Regions from separate parts of the Sus scrofa genome. Here region 2 is linked to region 1. The links are chromatin contacts, called in public HiChIP or PLAC-seq maps. All regions are on one chromosome and are shown on one strand. Each heading gives the region's core, a stretch centred on a gene start, on an enhancer-like site or on the middle of the called end of the contact. The rest is flanking DNA. Distances are from core to core; before and after follow the strand shown. Region 1 holds the start of SMIM11A (small integral membrane protein 11A). Region 2 holds the start of LOC100622246 (carbonyl reductase [NADPH] 1).

Evidence for each region. HiChIP or PLAC-seq counts read pairs in DNA pulled down with a chosen protein or histone mark.
Region 2: an H3K27ac HiChIP or PLAC-seq map of skeletal muscle shows a contact between it and region 1, with 3 times the contacts expected there. The contact joins the promoter of LOC100622246 here to the promoter of SMIM11A in region 1. A contact is called at or near these places in 2 of 2 datasets of contacts at active chromatin or transcription factors (alveolar macrophages and skeletal muscle).

Annotation. Positions count from the first base shown.
Region 1 is chr13:197,980,787-197,988,735 of Sscrofa11.1, forward strand. It overlaps SMIM11A (small integral membrane protein 11A), which reads left to right and starts at 4,482. Exons shown (of 4, transcript XM_003132758.4): 1 at 4,482-4,621. It overlaps KCNE2 (potassium voltage-gated channel subfamily E member 2), which reads left to right. Exons shown (of 1, transcript XM_021070947.1): 1 at 1-188.
Region 2 is chr13:199,596,908-199,604,856 of Sscrofa11.1, forward strand. It overlaps LOC100622246 (carbonyl reductase [NADPH] 1), which reads left to right and starts at 3,861. Exons shown (of 3, transcript NM_001315746.1): 1 at 3,861-4,362; 2 at 4,875-4,982. The coding sequence starts at 4,074.

The DNA.
Region 1 (7,949 bases), core at 3,232-5,731:
GCTGTGGTGCAATGGGATCAGCTGTCTTGGGAGAGCCGGGTTGAAGGTTTGATTCCTGATCTCCTCCTCAGCAGGGCTGCTGAGGGATTCACTGTTGCCGCAGGTGAGGCTTAGGTTAACGACTGTGGTTCAGATCTGATTCCTGGCCTAGGAACTCCATATGCCATGGGGCAGCCAAACAATTTAAAAAAATAAAAAATAGGGATCGGGAGCTTGGGCTTATCAGACACAACCTAGAATAGATTTACAAGGAGATCCTGCTGAATAGCATTGAGAACTATGTCTAGATACTCATGTCGCAACAGAAGAAAGGGTGGGGGAGAAAACTATAACTGCAGTGTATACATCTAAGGATAACCTGACCCCCTTGCTGTACAGTGGGAAAATAAATTAAAAAAAATAAAATAAATAAATAAATAAAAAATAAAAAAATCAATGTCAATCGTAGAAATAAGGCCAAATTTGAAGTAGAGTGCCTGGGCAGTGGCAGTGGGACAGAAAGGAGAGAGGAACAAATCATTGAATCTTCTTTCTCAAGAAGCATTTTGTCTGTGACTAATGCAATTTATAAATAAACCGGGTGTATTACCCAGATGCTGAGGTTCAAAAATCTATCATTAGCTCACCAGATTGACATGGGGCACTTATTTAGTAATTCATGAATAGAGGCGCTGCAGTGATGAATGAACAGAACCATGGGTATGTCTCTTCCCCAGCACGGAGCTTATTTGGAAGTCTGAAAATAGAACAAATATTTCACAAGGGCAAGGAGTCCACACCAAAGAAGAATCTTGAAGAATGACCTGGTGCCACAGAAACATATTTTCCAATTAATTTAAAATTTTACCGAAAACGACCTTTTAAAATTCTTGTTATTATAGAAAAAAATAATATTAAAACATTACTGTATAAACAATTCAATCTTTTCACTCAGTTTATTTTTTTCTATTTACACTTAACTTAGTTTCACTCACGTTTCAAGAGACTTATTTTCACCGATGTACAGAAAAGTGTCTGAATGGCGGGTATCTATTGAAGAGCTAGACCAGAACTTCTTATTCTGAACTTTGGGGTTCATGATTTCCTAGGGTGTCAGGGCTGGAGGGCATCTTGGAGCTTATCATATTCTGATCACATCATTTCACTGATAGATGAGAATCTCCAGTCCACATATTAGGTGACTTGATTCATTAACTCGATCAGTAACATTTACTGTCTATCTATGTGGGTCACTGGCTTAGACTCCAGGAGTTTGGAGACGCATGTGACTCTCTGAGCTGGAGGAACTCACTCACTCAGCAGAGAGGGAATCAGACACATACACATCATGATGATATCATGTGACAAAGTTATACTGGAGATCAACATAAAGTGGGCAGAGCTAGAGCCAGGGCAGAAGGACTGGGAAGAGAAAGTCAATGGTAAGACAGATGCACGGGCTGGCGCTTTGTGCAGCTTTGTGCAGCTTCATTCCTCTTTGCTTACACTCTTCTCCTTCCTTATTTCCCATCTACTCAGCCAAGGCAGAGCAATTGTGAGCAGAGCCTCAGGGCTCAGGGCACTAAGACAAAACTCAAAAAGGAGTCTTGGGAGTTCCTGTTGTGGCTCAATGGTAACAAACCCCACGAGTATCCATGAGGATGCGAATTCCATCCCTGACCTCTCTCCGTGGGTTAAGGTTCCAGCGTGTGGTGTAGGTTGCAGACGCTTCTCAGATCTGGTGTTGCTGTGGCGGTAGCATAGGCTGGCAGCTACAGCTCTGATTCAACCCTAGCCTGGGAACATCCATATGCCACCCGTGTGGCCCTAAAAAGACAAGAAGCAAGCAAACAAAAAACAAAAAAGGAGTCGTTCTTCGATGTCTTACATGGATTACAAGGTTTGTCTCTTTTGAGTGAGATAGAGAGGTCTGTTTCCTAATAATAAACATGTAAGTATGCCAACAGAAGCATTAAAACAGTGTTAGGAAAAGCCATTCATATTCTAAGAGCAGATACGGAAAGCATGGCTTCCCTCCTTAGATCAGAAACCCGGCAATGCTGTAGCACACAGAACATCTGAACAAGTGTGCCCAGAGCAGCAACCCAAGATACAAAATCCTAGCCTTGGTTCTGAATCCAGACAGGAATCCAAGGTTTCTACTAACTGACAAAGACTATCTCCTTGACCAAATTCTGGTTCAGGCTTCTCTGAATCCCCTTTGTGACTTGATCTCAACCTTGACCTATAAACATCTGTAGACACTTGACACAAAATGTATCCTCCACCTCCCCACACTAAGAGACTTGAACAAACACTCCCACAGTTTCTAATAGCTCTAGGCTGCCTCCTTAAGAGGACCCCAGCCCCCTTTAAAGTACCTGCCTAAGAAAACTCAACAAACTGCCGCGAGAATTTACTGTTTGTTCCAGCCCAAACCTGGAGATAAGCAAATCAGCCCCGAACCCTTCCTAGAGCAGTTACTTTAGAAATTTTACAAGTATAAATCCTTCGTCTCCCCACTGGAGGCGTAAACCTTTCTTTTTTTTTTTTTTTTAGCTTTTTGGTGTTTTTTGTTTCCATATTCATGGCATGTGAATTCCCAGGCCAGGGATTTAACCCTCGCCATAGCAGTGACCCAAGCCACTGCAGTGACAAAGCGGCACCCTTAACCCACTGCAACACAAGAGAACTCCTGAAGTGTAAATCTTTGACCACCCAGGACTGTCTTGTCTCTTTGAAAATAACACATTCAAGGCAGTAACTCTCCCCAACAGACCCTTGCTTTAACTGGCACCACTGCCTCCAATCGTAAAAACAGGAGTTTGTTTCTCTTGCAGAGAAGTGTCCATCGACAAAGCCAGATCAGGCTGACTATTCCCTTCCACTTTTTGTAAATTTCCACTTCCCCCAACTCTGCCTGAGTGCCTGTGGCCCCAACCTCCTCATTCTCCTTCTTATGCCCAGTTACCTCTGCACCAATCAAAGTTGAGTTTAATTCATGCCGAATTCTCTTCCCTACTGTGATAGCGACTGAATCAAGTCTGTCCCTAACACATGAACCGGTGCCTGGCTTTATCTGTGACACAGGAAAACACATCAAGGGGAGGAGGGATCTAGGTTTTCCTAATTAAGTACATTTCATTATCATCATTTAATAAATGTTCATCAGCCAAGTTTACTTTCGGGGAATGGGAGAAATACCCAATCTTGACGAGCATTTTGGCTTGGATCCTGCATTGCTGTGGCATAGGCTGACAGCTGCAGCTCTGAGATTCAACCCCTAGCCTGGGAACTTCCATATGCTGCAGGTGCAGCCCTAAAAAGAAGGAAAAAAAAAAAAAAAGAGTTCCTTTTGTGACTCAGTGGTTAACAAACCCGACTAGGAACCATGACGTTGTGGGTTTGATCTCTGGCCTCGCTCAGTGGGTTAAGAATCTGGCAATGCTACTAGCTGTGGTGTAGGTCACAGACATGGCTCAGGTCCACTGTGGCTGTTGCTGTGGTGTAGGCCAGCAGCTGTAGCTCCAGATTCGACTGCTTTCCTGGGAACCTCCATATGCCATGGGTGCGCACCCACCCCACCCCCCAAAAAAGAAAAGGAACTCATGGTAGTGGCTGCCCTGATAGAGGCTAGATCCGGAGTCAGGTCCCAGCTCTGGCCCTTGCTGGCTTTAAAACCCTCCACGACTTAATCTGTGTCTTCATTTCCTCATTACAGTCATAATATGTCCTTCACAGGCCTGTCAGGAGACTTCAATTAGACAATAAAGTGCTTAGAACATTATTTCTGTTACTTTCTCCAGGAAACATTTCGTTTTTCACCACCACCAAGATGTCACAATGGGATATGGAATTGGACTGTCTGGTTCAAATCTCCGTTCTGCCACACCAATTTGCACGTTTTCTTGCGCTGGCCACTTCGTCTCCTCTTGCTTTAGTTTCCTAAACCACAGAAGGGTGAGCTGAGCATGGACTAAGGACTCTGTGAACTTTCCTCTTGCTACCCTTGAATTTCAGTGTCCAGTTTGTACCCTCCCTTACAGAAGGGTCTGAGTGCGTTGTAACTGCTTCCGTTTACTAAGCTCTTGTTGAATGAATCTGGGGACCTAGTATGGGCACCCCACCACTATTCCAAAGGAAAATGCACGCATTTTTGACAGAGACGATGAAGGCTAAATTTGGAAACTTCTGGGGACCCACGTGCCCTCGGCCACACACAGCAAGGATCACCCAAAGAAAGCGAGACAGCTGAGGGGGAGGGGCCCACAAAGCCCCGCCCCCCACAAAGCCCCGCCCCCACAAAGCCCCGCCCTCCATCCGCCGTCCTCCAACTCCAGTAACTTCAAAAGGAGAATGTGCCAAGGGCCTGGAGGAAAGCGCCTGGCCCACCCTCACTCGCCCGGCCAATCCCGTTCCGTGACCCACGTCGCAGCCCCCAGAAAGCCGCGCCAGCCCCAAGCGCGATTGCGCGTGAAGCGGCGCACGCATCAAGGCGGCGCACGCATCAAGGCGGCGCTCGCAGCGATGCGGTCCTGGCCCACTGCGCAGGCGCGCGGAGCGGTGCATTTCGGGACGTGTAGTTTTCCCGCGGCGTTGTAGCTGTCGTGTGTGCCGGCTGGTTCCTCCGCGGCCCGGAGCTGTAAGTGGGTGGTGTCCTGGGCCACGGAATCCTGAGCTGAGGCCCGGCAGCTCTTGGGGGCGCTGGGGAGTTTGGCGGCCGGCCCTGCGATCGCACTTTCTCTCTAGACGCTCACCGCCGGGCCCCCGGGCACGGCGAAGGTGACTGCTGCCACCTCCCGCCCCCCGCCCGCGGATTGCCCCTGTCTGGCTGGGTTGCCCCGGCGCCGCGGATCCCGCGCGGTGGGTGGAGTGTTGAGGCTGTCACGCAGGCCGGAGAGATTAGGAGGCGAGCGAATGCTCTGGACGCCCTGTTCTGTTAGAATGGCGGGGCGGAGGGGGCGGGGTGGGGGGCAGTGCTTGCCTTTGGCCCTCATTCTCGGGTGTGAGCGGTACAGGCCTTGCTCCCCAAGAGTCGGGGATGGAGAGGACCCTGGCCCGGCCCTCGGATTACTGTTACGGTTACGGAGAAGTTGAGGCCCAGCCCCTCGCCCTGGGAACCCCGGGCTGATCCGGGCTTGGGCCTTAGAGGCCAACCAGGTGATATCCTAGGTTCATCTTGAACCCCTTCCTTCCCACACCTACCGCTCTTTCAAAAGATTGGGTGAAGGGTTGGGGTGAAAAGGGTAGAGACTGGGAATGAGAACAGCTCCGGAAAGTTCAAACTAGGGACACATACTTAGTGGCTGGAATGAGACTCCAAGAGACAGACCGACCCTTGGGGTTTGTTAGGTGTGCCAAGAAGAAAATTGTGGACCATACATTGTCCATAGTGCTTTAATTGGCTTAATGAAAATAAGCCAGTAGCTTTTCTATTTTTTAGGAGAAATCTGGCAAAGGAGAACTCAGGACGTTTTTGCAGGAGAGGAAATAAAACTCTGAGCCATTGTTAAAAGGGAAGTTTAAAACTTCCAGCGCTTCATAGATTTTAGGCCTCTCAAAATTGTGGCTGTCAGTTTGTAGTTCAGCCCTCAGATACCAGCTGCCTCCTGGTTCTGGTGTTGGGTCAGGTGTACATATGGCAGCAGAGCAAATAGCCTGTTGATATTTTTAGCTTTCTCAGTTGTTCTTATTTGCTGAAGTCCTGCAGGGTGCTACAGAAATGGCTGAGTTGGAGCATGTAATTTAGGGGAGGTGGGAAAGAGTTGTAATTTGGAGCCAGTGAGTGGGAATGAGTTTGACTGATTTGCCCTCTCCTCTTTCACCCTCAGCCTAAGTCTTCCACTCCTTTGCACATTGACCCTAATTTTTTTTTTTCTAAAGAGACTGAATTTTATCACCCTAGATATGAAGTTGAGTGAGCTGCCAGTATATTTTTAGTTAGATTCTGTGATATCAAAGAGGGTGGTGACTTAGGCATTGCCGAGTTTCAGCACTGTTCTTTGGCTTCTGATTTTTGAGATAACACTTTAGGTTAAAGAGGCTAATGACCTGTGCCAGGTCACTCACGTGCCCTGCCATTGGTGCCACCAAGAATTGAGCCCAGATCGCCAGTTCTCCTGGTTATCCAGTGCTGGTTCTTTATACCATATCCTGCTGTCTGCATTTTGACTGATACCACTTTTTATCAGCTTGACATGTCCATTAGTGGAAAGAGATATTTATCATAACAGTTATCGTTGGTATTTGTTTAGTGCTTTCCATATGCTGAACACATTGCTTAGTGTTTGCAGTCTCTGAAGGAGAATTGACAGACAGGGCAGCTGAGGCTTAGAGAGGCCAGGTGACTCGTCCAAGGTCACATCACTGGTAAACAGATCACCACGGGTGATCTTTTGATTTCCTCCTCTAAGCTTTTTGGACCTACTTGGGGTCCTTGACCTTGTGGCTACCATACCTATTTCAATTCTCTAGGTATGTCCTTTGGTCTCAGAAAACATGTGGAAAACAGCCAAGCTTGTCTACTTATATTTGTACACAACTCAATAAAAGCAGGAGTTGTAAAAATAAAGTTCATATGACCTTAAACCTTTACATTTACAACATGGCTAATTCCCGAGATTATTAGACATTATTCAGAGTGAAAATTCCAGCAACAGGTTATAAGCTGTTAGGAACCGAGTTGCCCAGTGCAAGTCAGAGTCTGCTGCTACTTAGACAAATGGGCCATTTATGCACAAAGGTAATGAGCACCTTCGGTCATGGTCATCGCGTTTAAACAGATTTGTGGTGTAAATTCCTGTCGTTAGCTTATCTGACTTTGGAAAAGTCATGGGGAGAACTGGGCTGTCTTGTGCCAACTGCCAGCTTGTTTTCAGGATACTATGACCTTGAGCAGATGAGGTCTGAACTTTTTTTTATATTTAATGCTTTTGTAAGTGAAAGTTTATTTATTTTTTTTAAAAAAAGAAATGTCTCTCCTAAAGTTTCTCTCCATTCTAAAGGACTCTGAATTTTTCTGATGTTTTTCGTCGTTCTAACTGTAAGTGCATTTAAGGAGAAGCATCCCCATGTTTTCTTACTGCAGAGCTCTTTGCCGTAGACACTGGAGCCAGACCGGGTGGGTTGGAATCCCAGTCCTTCTGTGTGACTCTGAACATGTCATGTAAATTTTGTTTCCTCGTCTCCAAAGTATACACAGTAAACTACCCCTCTTTGGGGCTGCCGTGGAGACGAGCTGCGTTAATGCAGTAGTGTGCTGTGGCACGGCCGGGCACCATAAAGTGAAGCTGGGATTATTATGCTTTAAGTTGCCAAATTGCAGAAAAAGCAGGGGCTCTAGAGCCCATGTAGTTGACACCAGACGGGACTGAGGCCCCAGGAGGGATGTTGCTTAACCAGAGTGGGTGGGTTCTTCCTGCAGAGCTCAAGTCTCCTGACTTTTGGGACATGTGTCATATTCTAAAAATAGTGACACACTGGGCCTCGGAGCAAATCCTGCGCTCTGGCCATGTCCCTGCCTCATCACTTCCTGCCTCACCTTCCCCTAGGGTCTCCCTCATGTTGTAGGGGGAAATCTAATATGAATGGCTTTCTTAGGACAATTTTTTTGTCCTATCATTTATTCCCTTCCCTAGATATTTTCTAATTAAATTTTATTGGGAGGATAGTTGATTTACAAGGTTGTGTTAGCTTCAGGGGTGCAGCAACGTGAATCAGTCATATATATACACCTAACAATTCCTTTTCAAATTCTTTTGCCATTTAGGGCCACTACAGAGCATTGACTAGCTCTCCCGGTGCTGTATACAGTAGGTCCTTGTCACTCATCCATTCCATATGTAGTAGTGTGTATGTGTCAACCCCAACTTCCCATTTTCTCCCTCCCCATTACATTTCCCTTTGGTGACCCTAAGTTTGGTTTCAGAATCTTTGCGTCTGATTCTATTTTGTTAATGAGTTCCCCTCTT
Region 2 (7,949 bases), core at 2,611-5,110, 1.6 Mb after region 1:
AGCGAGATCTCAAATTCTCTGCTCAGGATTTGAACCTGGGCAGCCTGGATATAAAAACCAGGAACCCTAGCCATTAGACCAGCTATCAGCTGAAAGCAGAATTCCCCTGATTCTTGCCTGCTGTTGAAAGCAAGAATATTTCAAGTAAGTAAAGAGTGTAAAAATAGGTATAAAGTTTATTGTTCGAAACACAGTACAACATGTGGGAGAGCATAGAAATACAGAGAATTAGTCTATTTATCGAAGGCAGAGTAAAGCAGTGATACACACCCAAAGGAGTGAGGGTGCGGCATCCCCTGAATGAGGAGCAAGCCAGAGAGGTGACTTACACCACTTACATAGGGTAGTTCTTCCCGGGGCTTGTCTTCCTTTGGCCAGTTACCTTGTTTGTCTTTCATACCTGACCAGACCAAGGGCCCTCCCCTGATCTGTGTGCCCATCTTTTGGCCAAGATGGATTCTGAAGCAGAGCATGGCGGGAAGGTTATCCAGACTTATTATGGCCAGGCACCCCCTCCCTTTCTGACCCAGAAGGGTCTCTCTGCACACGTGCAGTTGGGGCTCCTTGACCCTGAAGACGGGGACTATGTGACGTCTTTGTTCTTCTGCCCAGGCAGGGCTCAGCCCCTCTTTCGATCCTGTCATTACCATTGTTTAACCATTTGCAGAAGACCAGTACCAGTTATTTGCCTTGTGCCTGTTGTTAATGTCTATCTTATAGTATAGATAGATGTGGCTGGTTGTAAATGTTCGCCCTGAAGCCGATTTATCTACTGCCTCAGGAAGTGTAAATAAGAGGCTAGTTGCCAATGTCTATTCTGGAGCCTCAATAAAATTTTAAGTCAAAAAAAAGCAAAAGTAACACTTCCCTGAAGGCTCAGTGGGTTAAGGACAGGCACTTCAGTGACTCAGGTTGCTGCTGTGGCACAGATTTGATCCCTGGCCCAGGAACTGTGTATGCTGTGGGCCCGTCCATGTCAAAAAATGCAAAGGTATTTCCCTGACTATTCGTTTCATTTTTTGCAACTGATTGGAAAACTACCTTGAAATTGCTACATAATTGGAAACTATCTAAAGCATTGCTGTTCGGGATAACTTTATGCTTTGATGGAAAGAAATATTTGCACTGTCCAGTACATCAGTCACTAACAAATATGCCTATACAGCACTTGAAATGTAGCTAATCCAATTAAAGAACTGATTTTCATTGTATTATTTTGATTAAATTTACATTTAAATGGTCACTGGTAGCTTGTGGCTACAATAAGATTGTGGACAAAGAATGTTGCCAACTGGTTCTGCAAAGGAAAGATGTTAACAGACCATCAAACCATCAGCCACTGCAGTTGATGCCAGTGGTATACCCTGAGGGGATTCAGGATGGAGAAAAACAGGATACTGGCCCTAAGTAAAGGTGCAGACCAAAGGAATAATTTCAATAAACACAGGCTCTTGCATCTTCGCATACATGGAAAAGTGCTAAATTCAATACATTGAGATGTCTGGTTTTCTTTAATTAGCTGTAATCTTTTGATGTTCCAACTACCTGGCTTTATTGGTTTTGTTGTTGTTGTTGTTTTGTTTGTTTTGTTTTGCAAAAACTTCTATATATCCTGGCTCTTCCCTTACTTATTCAGAACAGTCCCTCAGAGATATCAGAGAGGCTGCATCCAGGCTTAAGTCTTTAGTAAGTCTGCTGAATAAAATGTAATTCTCAACTTTTAGGTTGTGCTTTTTGTTTTTTCATTCAGCAAGAGTACAGTACACAAATGAATATTATTGTACACTCCCCTGAATTCCTCAGTGGTATATATATACATAGTAAGGAAGAAAATTAATTTCCAACCTTAAAGTTAATTTATGTACTTTCTGGGGATCCTTTTCCTCACTTTAAAGGGGTGATAAGATGCATCTTGATGAGTTACTGTCGGTGTAACAAAGGGCTGCAAATCCCCTTTGTACCCAGGAGCCACATACAGCTTGCCTGGCAACCCTGCAAGTGTCCAGGGAGATAACCCCTTGATGATTTAGTAAACACTCTCTGATCTCGGAGAGACAGCAGTGAATGATGGCTCAGAGTGAAATCTTCATTCTCTGTTCAGAAATTGAAACTTGGGGAGCCTGGTTGAAAACTAGGAATCCTAGCCACTAGATTAGCTAGAAGCTAAAAGTAGAATTGCCCTGATTCATGTGAGAGGATGTGTGTGTGTGTGTGTGTGTGTGTGTGTGTGTGTGTGTGTGTGATCTAATGGTGCTTTATTTTTCAATTAAAAAAAAAAAATTGGAGTTCCCGTCATGGTGCAGTGGTTAACGAATCCAACTAGGAACCATGAGGTTGCGGGTTCAATCCCTGGCCTTGCTCAGTGGGTTAAGGATCCGGCATTGCCGTGAGCTGTGGTGTGGGTCACAGATGCGGCTCGGATCGCAGGTTGCTGTGGTTCTGGCGTAGGCTGGTGGCTAAAGCTCTGATTCGACCCCTAGCCTGGGAATCTCCATATGCTGTGGGAGCAGCCCAAAGAAATAGCAAAAAGACAAAAAAAAAAAAAAAAAAAAAAAAATTTTGGCCATGCCTGCAGCATTCAGAAGTTCCCAGTCCAGGGATCAAACCTGTACCAGAGCAATGACAATGCCAAACACTTACCAGCTAGGCCACCAGGGAATTCCTATCTAACTTCACTTTTGACTTTTATTAACTATTTCCTATAAAATCTGTCCAGATAACTATGCAATCACATGAACACTGAAACCAGTGGATAAAGATTCCAGAGAGAATTGTCCTGATCCTTGCCGCCTGTTGAAAGTAAGAATGTTTCAAGGCGGCAAATACTATGAAAACAGGTGTAAAATTTGTTGTCAGAGTCACAGTACAACATGTGGGAGAGCAAATGGAGGAGTAATTTAAGTTAGAAGCAAAGAAGTAGTACACACCCTAAGGAGAGGTGTGGGTGCAGGTGTCCCCAAGTGAGAAGAGCAGCAGAGAGGTGATTTAGATCACTTATACAGCACAGTTCTTTGTTTACCTTTAACCCATTATCTTTTTCTTTAACTCAATGAAATTTACTATATTTTTATAGCTGGGGTTTGACATGAACATGCTGTAAAACTGAGCTGTGATGATCATTGTATAGCCAATTATCTTGTTTTATTTTTCACACCTGACTGAACACAGGACCTTCCCCCATATGCCTGTGCATCTTTTGGCCAAGATGGATTCCAGAGCAAAGGGTGTTCAGTAAGGACTTATTATGGCCTGGCGCCCCCTCCCTTTTCGACCTCAGGAGTCTTACTGCTCACATGTAATCAGGGAGGTCTCCCTCACCCCAGGAGTGATTGAAATGGTCCTCGGATCTTCCCACTCCTGCAGAGCTCGGTTCCTGCCATTAACTTTTTCCTTGAAGTGTCAAAAGGAAAGAAGTCCTAGCTGTTCTCTGCCCAGGGGCCCATCATCTACCTCCACCCACTAACAGGTGATAACCAGCCAAGGATAAACCAATAGCTTTGCTTTCCCATTCTTTGGGAAGATATCAACACACATTTGATCCCCATCATGTTCTTCCAGTTTATTCCACAACTCTAGGTTCCAAAGAGTTTGAGCAATATCCTTTTAAACGCTGTAAAGAAAAAAAAAAAAAGTCTGTGAAATCGACCCATTTCTTTAAGTGCAACTGTGAAGAGGCTAGCAGTGGGTGAATACAAAGAAAAGCTGGCAAAACAGAAGATAAGGGCTCAGTTTAAACGTATTCAACAACAGCCAATCGGAATGATTCTCTGCTGTCAGGCACGCGGTCGCTGGGCAACGGCTCTTCAGCTGACAGCTCTCCAAACCAACCCCAGCGCCCCTTCTCTACTTTCCCTTCAGCCCTAGAGCGGCATCCTGGAGCCAGGCCCTCAGCAGGTGGGGCCCGCGCCTTTGCACTCAGCCCGGAGGCTCGCGGCGAGAGTGCTGCTAGTGGGCACCCAACCCATTCTGCGTCGCATCGGCTGCCAGCATTGCGCAGACCTTCGGCCTCGCGTTTGGGAGAAACCAGACCCATCCGCTGTCCGTGCAGAGGCACCGCTGCCCCGCTCCCGACCATGTCGTCCAACATTCGCGTGGCGGTGGTGACCGGCGGCAACAAGGGCATCGGCCTCGCCATCGTGCGTGATCTGTGCCAGCAGTTCTCGGGGGATGTGATGCTTACGGCGCGGGACGTGGCGAGAGGCCAGGCGGCGGTGCAGCAGCTGCAGGCTGAGGGTCTGAGCCCGCGCTTCCACCAGCTGGATATCGACGACCTTCGGAGCATCCAGGCCCTGCGCGACTTCCTGCTCAAGGAGTATGGGGGACTCAACGTGCTGGTCAATAACGCGGGCATCGCTTTCAAAAGTAAGGGGGTAGGTGCTCGCAGGCAAGGCGGTCGCGCAGGATGGTTTGGAACTGTTGAGGAATCGCAGCTGTGGGGTCCGGAATGGGAATAGGGAAGCAAATGAAAAGTGGGAAAGGGTACAGCTAGCAGAGGCCGCTGGGAATTGAGTGCTTTCTAGCCAGAGGGAACTGTGTCTTTGGCTGGTTCCAGGGGAACTTTTCTAGGTTGTTCCACAACTTCTTCCTGACTGGACCTGAGTGCAGATGAGTGAATTTTTAACTTATTTTGAAATAAGGAAATTGCAAAAACTGCTACACCGAGATCCCTCCCGGTGCACCTTTTGTGCAGCCTCCCCCCAATGGTGTGACCTTACAAAACTGCCCAGCATTATCCCAGAAATTCACATGGGCGCAATGCTATTAACTAGATGCACTTTTCCAAAACTTCGCAGATTTCTTACGCACCATTTTTTAATATCTTCCTATGGAATGTTATGACATGGCTGATAGTCACTCTCCTTTTCTCCTGAAAGCTGTTGATCCCACACCGTTTCATATTCAAGCAGAAGTAACTATGAAAACAAACTTCTTGGGAACCCGAAATGTATGCACAGAGCTCCTGCCTCTGATAAAACCCCAAGGTGAGTCTGACTGGAGCCCAAGCTGTAGTGTTTCTAGTAGGACCTGAGCCCTGCCTGCCACTGGCCTCCAGGATGTGTCTCCACCCAGCCAGGTGCCCTGAGACCTTACTGTCCAGGTCAGGGGTGCTCTCTGTCTGGCTTCTCTTTGCATATCTGGCTCTTTCCTCTCTTTTCCATTTTAGCTCAGAGGTCTCCTCCAAGAGGCCCTTAACTTGCTCAGTGCCCATCACAGCCGGACGTCCCTTAGGATTTCACCTAAGACCTTCTCCTCCACCTCTTCCTCTCACGGTGACCTGATCAGACTAGTGGAACCTGTGCTGCCCTCAGTTCATTAGTGCCCTCGCCCCCAAAGTCTGTCACCTGCATGGGAACGTTCCCAGAGCTCCAAGCACACATTTTGTTTTCCAGCCTCTCCATCTTATGTCCAAGGACTCATCCTTTCCCCAAATCATCTTGGTCAGTGATCCCATCCTCCACCCACCTGGAGATGCTGGAGGTCACCATGTCTTCCCACTCATTACCATTTACCAGGTCCTAAGAGTTATCCTACTAAGTTTCGCCCCAGGCCTTCTCCTCCGTTCCAGCTCTACAGCAGGTCTTCAGTGTCATTTGTAGACAATTGTAAATCCTCCTCAGAGACCCCTCCCCTCATTTTGAGTCCTTTCCTTTCATTCTCTGCCCTCAGCAGGCTCACTCCTCTCCCTAAAATCCTTCAGGAGCAAAGTCCAAGCCCTTAGCATGGCTCATAGGGATCTGTAATCTGAGCTGCCAAACTCCAAGACCATTTTAACTGCCCTTCAAAGTGCTTAATGTTGCTGATCAAACACTCTCCTATTCCTTTGGGTTAAACTACTGTAATACTGACCCAGAAGTAAGGAGACAGTAGGAGAACCACCACCCATTAAATACACCAAATAAGACAAGCAGATACTTTTAGAAAGACTAAGAGGTGTTGCTTGAGATTGAGTTTGTACATTTCCAATTTACACTCAGCTTCTTCCCTGTTTCCCCATCCTGTCCTCCTGAAAAGTTCTACTACTTCTAAGACTTGGTTCAGCCTCAAAAGTCAATCTTTAGAATGTCCCCTAATTTGTCCACTCATCCCAGTATTTGAGGGCAGCAGTGGAGTTCCCTGAGTCACCACTGCCCCTTCTCCTTATGCTAACGACTTCTGGCCAACAATTTTTCTTAGTTATCTGGGCCATTGCCTCCCACCTCTGGACTTTGTCCAGAAGGAGGAATGAGAACTTCCTGGATTTGCTGAGGCAGCCGCTGTTGAACAGTTTCTCTTGCTAGAGTTAATGAAAATCTAAATACGAGCTGTAGTCTCAGGATGGGTGTAAGATTTACTAGACTTTTGAAATGAGAGAACTCTTCTGTTTCTTTGGGGAAGCGGTTCATGTTATCATGACTTAATCTAGCATGGGATTCTGTTCTGAGGAGTCTACAGTCTCACCTAGCTTCAGGCAGAGGGCTCCAGGAGGCTGGTTCGAATCCTTGGGTCAGTGGGAGAGCCGGCATGGTACACTGGGGAAATGAAGCACTCAGGAGCACTCGGCACTCAGGAGTGTATTAGCCCGAGAGAATTTTGATCTCCTGGTCGACTTCCCTAATCCAGATTATTATTTCTACCACTGATTCTAGCCTTCCTAAGATAGACTAGTGAATGAAGAATGAAAAAGAGCTTGCCATTTGATTACTAATTATAACCAACTTAGTAGAATAGTGTCTCCCTATCTGCTATCCAGATTGAAGGCACATGAAAAATAATGTCAAGGCCCTTTGAGCAATATAGCTGCCTTTCCTGTATACCAGTTAACCATTCTGACTTCTTCTCCTGCATTTTTTCTTTCTTTACGCCTTTCTATGTTTTGCATTTTTAAGTCATGAAGTATGTGTTATTTGTGTTGTGAGAGAGGCTGGTCATATTTTTTTGAGAGTGAAATAAATTAACCCATATATAGCATCTCTGAACGGTGCTACTGCAACATTTTGATGGCTCTATACTGTCTTAAGGACAATGCCATTTCTAGTAATTTACGAGTTGCTTCATACTCCTTACCTGTTCTAGGTAAAAAGAAGGACATGGGATAATTGACTCGTTTCTAAAATGTACTCATCTTAGGAGAATGCTTGGATGATTAATAAAACAGTTTCTCTAAATCACTTTATGTCACAGGATCATCGAATGGGACTCCTAGGCCATTGACTCTCTTATTTGTTGATATTTTCTGAACTCACGAACCTTTAGGGGGATGGAAATCAAAGCTAACTGACTATAGCAGCATGACCAATTTTCTGTTGCCACTTTTTTCCCCCTGTGTGGGTCAGAGTTTAAAATTTTTTGTCCATGTCTGCTCATTTTGGATTGGAAACTGGACATTGTAGAATTTTATAGCTACTTTTGCTATTAGACCCCATCTTCCTTGGGCTTGTGGTTGTTATTTACTTATTCGTTCATAGACATTATTTTTTGAAGTTGGGTTTCCCACCCTCCTCCCTCTGCAGTGTGAAGCCTCTAATGTTACAGCTCAGAAAGGACAGCCTAGTTTAGAACCACTGTCCCTCTGGGATCACAGTGGATTTAGCAAAGTTCTCTTTTGCCTTCTTTTTCCTGGACCACACCCGGCTGTTAATCTCCACTACTGGACAGCCAGTTGCTCTATTGTTTTTAACAGTGCAAAGCAAAAATTATTCCACACATGGATCTTTTTTTTTTTTTTTTTTTTTTTTTTGTCTTTTTGACATTTCTTGGGCCACTCCCGAAGCATATGGAGGTTCCCAGGCTAGAGGTCAAATTGGAGCTGCAGCCGCCGGCCTACGCCACAGCCATAGCAATGCAGGATCCGAGCTGCATCTGCAACCTACACCACAGCTCACAGCAATGCAGGCTCCTTAACCCACTGAGCAAGGATCGAACCCGCAACCTCATGGTTCCTAGTCAGATTCATTAACCACTGCGCCACG